2 separate regions of the Mus musculus genome follow, and region 2 is linked to region 1. A link is a contact called in public Micro-C data. All regions are on one chromosome and are shown on one strand. Each heading gives the region's core, a stretch centred on a gene start, on an enhancer-like site or on the middle of the called end of the contact. The rest is flanking DNA. Distances are from core to core; before and after follow the strand shown.

The links. A called contact is a pair of places that touch in the nucleus more often than the background predicts.
Region 2: a Micro-C map of trophoblast stem cells shows a contact between it and region 1, with 2.6 times the contacts expected there. The contact joins the promoter of Tsc22d1 here to the enhancer-like site in region 1. A contact is called at or near these places in 7 of 39 promoter capture datasets (the 3T3-L1 cell line, 3T3-L1-derived adipocytes, the HPC-7 cell line and 3 more), 2 of 15 datasets of contacts at CTCF or cohesin (CD8 T cells and the NIH/3T3 cell line), 8 of 484 Hi-C or Micro-C datasets (DN3 thymocytes, embryonic stem cells, morula and 2 more) and 5 of 115 datasets of contacts at active chromatin or transcription factors (embryonic stem cells, epiblast stem cells, extraembryonic endoderm stem cells and 1 more).

Annotation. Positions count from the first base shown.
Region 1 is chr14:76,356,053-76,359,221 of GRCm38.p6, forward strand. No RefSeq gene overlaps it. Among named protein-coding and RNA genes, the nearest start is that of Gm41215, 17 kb to the right of the region's middle. Within about 2 kb of position 1,904, at least 6 of the 459 cell types and tissues checked have an H3K27ac peak or open chromatin away from gene starts, as enhancers often do. A contact at or near this core is called in trophoblast stem cells, where this site is marked.
Region 2 is chr14:76,414,200-76,417,322 of GRCm38.p6, forward strand. It overlaps Tsc22d1 (TSC22 domain family, member 1), which reads left to right and starts at 1,622. Exons shown (of 3, transcript NM_207652.3): 1 at 1,622-3,123. The coding sequence starts at 1,884.

The DNA of each region.
Region 1 (3,169 bases), core at 654-3,153:
AGAGGCAGGCATATTTCTGAGTTCGAGACCAGCCTGGTCTACAAAGTGAGTTCCAGGATAGCCAGGGCTACACAGAGAAACCCTGTCTCGAAAATAACAAAACAAAAAACAAAACAAAACAAAACAAAAAGAAATGATGTTTAGATATTTGGGAATGACAAAAGCTGGATAGTTGCTTAAATATACACAGAGACAAAAACATGCCTTTTGTTCTTGGGAATCACAGACATGCAACTCCTGAAACTAGGAAAAGATGGGACTCTAAGTACTTTAATGAGGCACAGCTGGCTACTCCACTTTACATGTGGCAATTCAGAGAATCTCCATGCCGTGTTTCTGCTAAAGAGGCAGGACACATGCACACCAACTGCTAGTGCTGGGTGCATTCCCCTCTCCACCCCACCTCCCCCACACCAGTTGTGGCCCTCGGAGCTCACAGGGGCCCCAAAAGTGCACACTGCCTCTGAAAAGACTTGAGAAATAAAGAGCTTCCTTGCCTTTTTTGATCATGAAGCTTCCTTGCAACCCTACCTACAAAACAAACCCCAAAAGCCTTAAGAACCAGCACACCGAGGAAGTGGAGGCAGGAGGATGGCCGTGAATCTGAGGCCAGCATGGCATACACACAAAGCCTGTCTCATCAAAACAAAGGAAACAAAATACCACGTGGTAGTTTTTTTTTTAATTTTTTTTAATTAGGTATTTTTCTCGTTTACATTTTTAATGCTATCCCAAAGGTCCCCCATACCCACCCCCACCCCCCAATCCCCTACCCACCCACTGCCCCTTTTTGGCCCTGGTGTTCCCCTGTACTGGGGCATAAAAAGTTTGCAAGTCCAATGGGCCTCTCTTTGCAGTGATGACCAACTAGGCCATCTTTTGATACATATGCAGCTAAAGACAAGAGCTCCCGGGTACTGGTTAGTTCATATTGTTGTTCCACCTATAGGGTTGCAGTTCCCTTTAGCTCCTTGGGTAATTTCTCTAGCTCCTCCATAAGGGGCCGTGTGACCCATCCAATAGCTGACTGTGATCATCCACTTCTGTGTTTGCTAGGCCCCGGCATAGTCTCACAAGAGAGAGCTATATCTGGGTCCTTTCAGCAAAATCTTGCTAGTGTATGCAATGGTGTCAGCATTTGGAAGCTGATTATGGGATGGATCCCTGCATATGGCAATCACTAGATGGTCCATCCTTTCGTCACAGCTCCAAATTTTGTCTCTGTAGCACGTGGTAGTTTTATTTTTAGTACGTAAGCTTTGAGAAAATGTCAAAGATTCTTCAACGTTGGTCACATTCATAACGAATTGGACATCATAATAGGTCGTAATTAGGTCACAGCGATAATGGTGTATATATTCTGTTTCCCTCCAAAGCATACTAGACTTGTTTCTCATCCCATCATAACCTACAGCTCTTGCGCATGTAAACCACCCGCTTCACCAGGCTACCTACCGCCCATCCCTGGAAGTCTTACTACAAACTGGGGAAAGCTGCTCCAGGGGAATTATGGGAATTATGACTTTGGTTCATACTGTAGCACTTTTGCCAAGTTATCGTCCAGTCCCCACTTGAAATGCTGTAGAGACAGGGAACTCACAATTTAAAGAATATATTGTTTTCGAACCATCCTCACAAACATCGCTGCCTTGAGCTTATTCCTATCTCCTTAGGTGGCTCAGGCAAGCCCCACCCATCTTTCCGAAGACACGCCTCCAAAAAAAATGTAGACAAGGCTGAAGTCTTCCACGTGGTTTCTCTTTACCATTATTTAGACCCATAGACTAATTTATGCATTCTTGTTCTCTTGACTTGGCTTTTAAAGAAATATTTGAGGCTTGTGTGATGTTTCCACCTCTGGGTCAGCCCCTCCCCTACCTGCTGTCACCTTCTTTGTCCTTTGACCTCACTCCATCATCCTGAACATTTGTTCTCTGAACAGCTGAACGCTATGACAGGAAGGGAGTGATTCCTTTACAAAGGCAGAAAACATACAAGATTTTATCTTTTTGTGTCTTAGAATTAAAAGAGAAGAAGCTGGCCATAGTAGCTCACACCTTTAGTCCCAGCACTTGGAAAGCAGGGGCAGGTGTATCCCTGTCAGTTTGAGGCCAGCCTGGTCTACAGAGTGAGTTCCAGGACAGCTAGAGTTACTCTGTGAGACACTGTCTTGAAAATGCCTAAACATAAAATAAAGTAAAAGAGAGACAGAACTTTGCCCTGGCCATTTTTTTGTCCAACTCTACTTACCTTTGTCCCAGACAGGGAGGTCTAAAGCAGGAGCAGACGACTGGGCTTGTGAGACCTGAGTTCAAATCCTGACGATGCCTCCTTTGTCCTGAGAAGCACCTGGGACTGCTCTGAACCGGCTTCATCATGTGTAAAACCAACAGAGGAATCAGATGCCGCTATTTGCAGAACACTTCACCATCCCGTACCTTGTGGGTCATCTCACTAATTGCCCAGCCCACCCCACTCTGTCCACCCCAAGGCTCTGTGCAGAGCACTTGAACAATGGGTTTCAGATGCTATTCTGCATCTTCTCAGGTCCACTGGATGGCTTCTCAGTCTCTTCCTACTAGTTTCTCACAGGAGCAATGCTGTAGTTTAGACCTGAGTGGAACACAATAGCCCATGTATTAAAGGTATGTATGCTAGTGTGTAGTAGTATTGGGAGGTGGTGGAGTCGTAGTGGGGGTGACTTAGGTTCTTGGAGTCGTGCTCTTCACAGGGATAGTAGGATCTTGAATCCTTTCTCCTCTCTCTTTGCTTTCTGCAGCCAGAAAGTGAAAAGCTTCATTTTCCATAGATCTCCACCATGGTTTACTATGCTGGTCGCATCCAGTAGGGTCTGATGCTCACCAAGGTCAGAAAGGGGCATCAGATCTCCTGGAACTGGAGTTACAGGTGGTTGTGAGCCACCACGAGGGTGCTGGGAATCCAACTCGATCATCTGCAAGAGCAGTCAGTTCTCTTAACCACTGGGCTCTCTCTCCAGCCTCATTTTAAGTTAATTTATTTCCTGTATTTTTTACTATGGTGAAGAGTCCAATAATACAAACAATCGCTTGTGCGTCAATGGACTGTAGCAATTCACTGCCACGCTTATGAATTGTTGTATCCTTGCTCTTAACTTGCCCTGCTTTAGTCGGGTTTTCAATCCACATTG
Region 2 (3,123 bases), core at 372-2,871, 58 kb after region 1:
AAGGAGGAGGAGGAGGGTTCCGCCACGCGCCGAGGAAGAAAGCCTGACTCATGTCGTGGCAGCAGCGGAGGGCTCCTGGGAGCTGCAACTCGTGATGCTGCTGTTGCTGAGGAGAAAAGCCTCATTACCCGTTCCGCAGGCCGGGGCGGGGGAGCCACCGCCCCAGGGCGCGCACACCCGAGACCTAGCGCTCCGCACCCGCCTCGCCGCCGGGGTCCGCGTGGGAGACAGCAGCGGACACGCCTAACCTGCGCGCACGCGCGCGGCGTGGTTCCCCCCCCCCCTCCCAGCCCCACCCCAGCCTCTCCACGCGACCCGGATTCGCTCGCTCGCGCGCCCGAGTGCCCCACCCCCCACCGCCCTCCGGCGTCGGCGACTCCGCCGGCCTTCGGTAATTTCCGTGGGAGACGGAGCCGAGAGCTCGGCGCGGACCGAAGACAGGCCACCTCCCCTGGTCAGACCCGGCTTTATGTCTGCAGCGCCGGCGCGCACGCGCAGACGCCATCTTCCCTCCTCTCCTCCACGACCCCTCCCCCCTGCCACCTCCTCCTCCTCCTTCTCCTCGGTCAGAGCTCGACCCTCCTCCTCTCGCGCTGGGGCGCTGGTCCCTCCTCTCTTGATGCCGCGAGAGACCAGGGGATACGGAGCAGCCCGAGAAGAGCACTAGTAACAACCATCACAGCCCCCTCCTCGCCCGACGCCCTCCCACTCCCCCGCCCCGCGCCGCCACCGACCAACCCCACCTCTCATTTCTTTGAACGGCGTCGGCTGCAGCCGCTGCACCAGCCCCGTCTGGCCGCCACCGCCGCGAAAAGGAGCCACCGCCGCCCGCGGCCCCCTCCCTCCCTCTCTCCCTCCCTCCCGGTCGCGGGAGCAGCTCGGTGCCGAACCAGCCGGCGGGCCGAGAAGAGGACGCGAGCTCGCCCCTCCGCTCCCGCGCACGTCCCGCCGCCCGCCGGAGCAGCCCGGGCGCCGGCGCCCTTCCTCTCCGAGGACGTGTGGCGAGCCGAGCGCCTGCCCCGAGGGAGGAAAATGCTCGGGCTCCATGGCTGCCAGTGATGGAGCGGTCCCTGGGCTCCCGCTGCTGCTGCCGCCACCGCCGCCGCCGCCGCGCCCCGGCCGCGCTCCGCGAGGATCCGGCGTCTCTGCGCGCCCGCCCGCGCCTCGTTGCTGGGCTCACCGTACCGGGCGCCCCGCCACCGCCCCGCTCGCAGCCGCGCCGCCCGGGCCCCAGCCGCGGCCAGCCTTTCCTCCCGGAGCAGCCGTCGCGAGCCCAGGGGGTTTGAGAGGGGCCGCGGGCCGTGGGGGGAGGCCCGAGCGGGGCCGGCCGCGCCGGCAGGGGAGGTTGGAGCGACGCTGAGCTCAGGGCTCGCCGGCGGCCGCGGCGCCGGGGGTGGCGAGGGCCGGGGCGACCGCTCGCTCCGCGCTGCCTCGGTGCAGGACGAGCGGAGGGGCTTTTGCAGCGGCCGTCGCCGCGGGAGGAGGGGGTTGAGCTGGCTCCGGAGTTGGCCAAAGAAGGTGGGCATTTCTCGCTTCTCCTCGCCTCCCCCGCCCCCTCCTGGGCTCCCCTCCCTCCCGCCCCGCACCCCACGTGAAGCGGAATATAAAGGGGGGTGTGTGACTGGAGGGGGAAGTGAATGGCGAAGGACTGAAGGGGTCCCCCTTCGGTTCCCCAGCCACCTGGTTCACCCGGTTCATCCTCCCTTCCCGAAGTTAGCCCTCGAAGGCACGAGCAGCCGGCGCCTTCGGCAGAGGAGGAGGAGGAGGAGGGATCGCGTCGGGCGGAGCTTCAGGTCCTGTTCGTCTCTCCGGCTTCTCCATACAAAGATTACGGTGCAGAAGGAAATTGCACTTGCCTCCTCCGCCCCCCGGTACCCAGCACAATGCACCAGCCGCCGGAGTCCACCGCCGCGGCGGCCGCTGCTGCAGACATTAGTGCTAGGAAGATGGCGCACCCGGCAATGTTCCCTCGAAGGGGCAGCGGTGGTGGCAGCGCCTCTGCTCTCAATGCAGCAGGTACGGGCGTCAGTGGTGCTGCTCCATCTTCTGAAGATTTTCCTCCTCCTTCGCTGCTCCAGCCGCCGCCTCCTGCTGCATCTTCCACGCAGGGACCCCAGCCTCCGCCTCCACAAAGCCTGAACCTCCTCTCGCAGGCTCAGCTGCAGGGACAGCCTCTTGCGCCAGGCGGAACTCAGATGAAAAAGAAAAGTGGCTTCCAGATAACTAGCGTTACTCCGGCTCAGATCTCTGCCAGCATCAGCTCCAACAACAGCATCGCGGAGGACACCGAGAGCTACGACGATCTGGATGAGTCGCACACGGAAGATCTCTCCTCTTCCGAGATCCTCGACGTCTCCCTTTCCAGGGCCACTGACTTAGGTGAGCCTGAACGAAGCTCCTCAGAGGAGACTCTGAATAACTTCCAGGAAGCTGAGACACCTGGGGCAGTCTCTCCTAACCAGCCCCACCTTCCTCAGCCTCATTTGCCTCACCTTCCACAACAGAACGTTGTGATCAATGGGAATGCCCATCCCCACCACCTCCATCATCACCATCACCCTCATCATGGGCACCACCTTCACCATGGGCACCATCATTCATCACATGCTGCTGTGGCCGGTCCATCCATTCCCGGAGGGCCACCCTCGAGCCCAGTGTCCAGGAAACTCTCTACAACTGGAAGTTCTGATGGTGGTGTGCCAGTCGCACCTCCTCCTGCAGTACCATCGAGTGGCTTACCAGCATCAGTGATGACGAACATCCGTACTCCAAGTACTACAGGAAGCCTAGGTATAAATTCGGTTACTGGCACGAGCGCTACGAATAATGTTAACATTGCTGCTGTGGGTAGTTTCAGTCCCAGTGTGACGAACAGCGTGCATGGTAATGCTAATATAAATACAAGCAATATCCCTAATGCTGCTAGCATAAGTGGTGGGCCTGGAGTTACCAGTGTTGTTAATTCGAGTATCTTGAGTGGCATGGGCAATGGTACCGTTTCTTCCTCTCCTGTTGCTAACAGTGTCCTTAATGCAGCTGCAGGTATCACTGTGGGAGTGGTTTCCAGTCAGCAGCAGCAGCAGCAGCAGCAGCAACCAACAGTTAACACATCGAGGTTCAGGG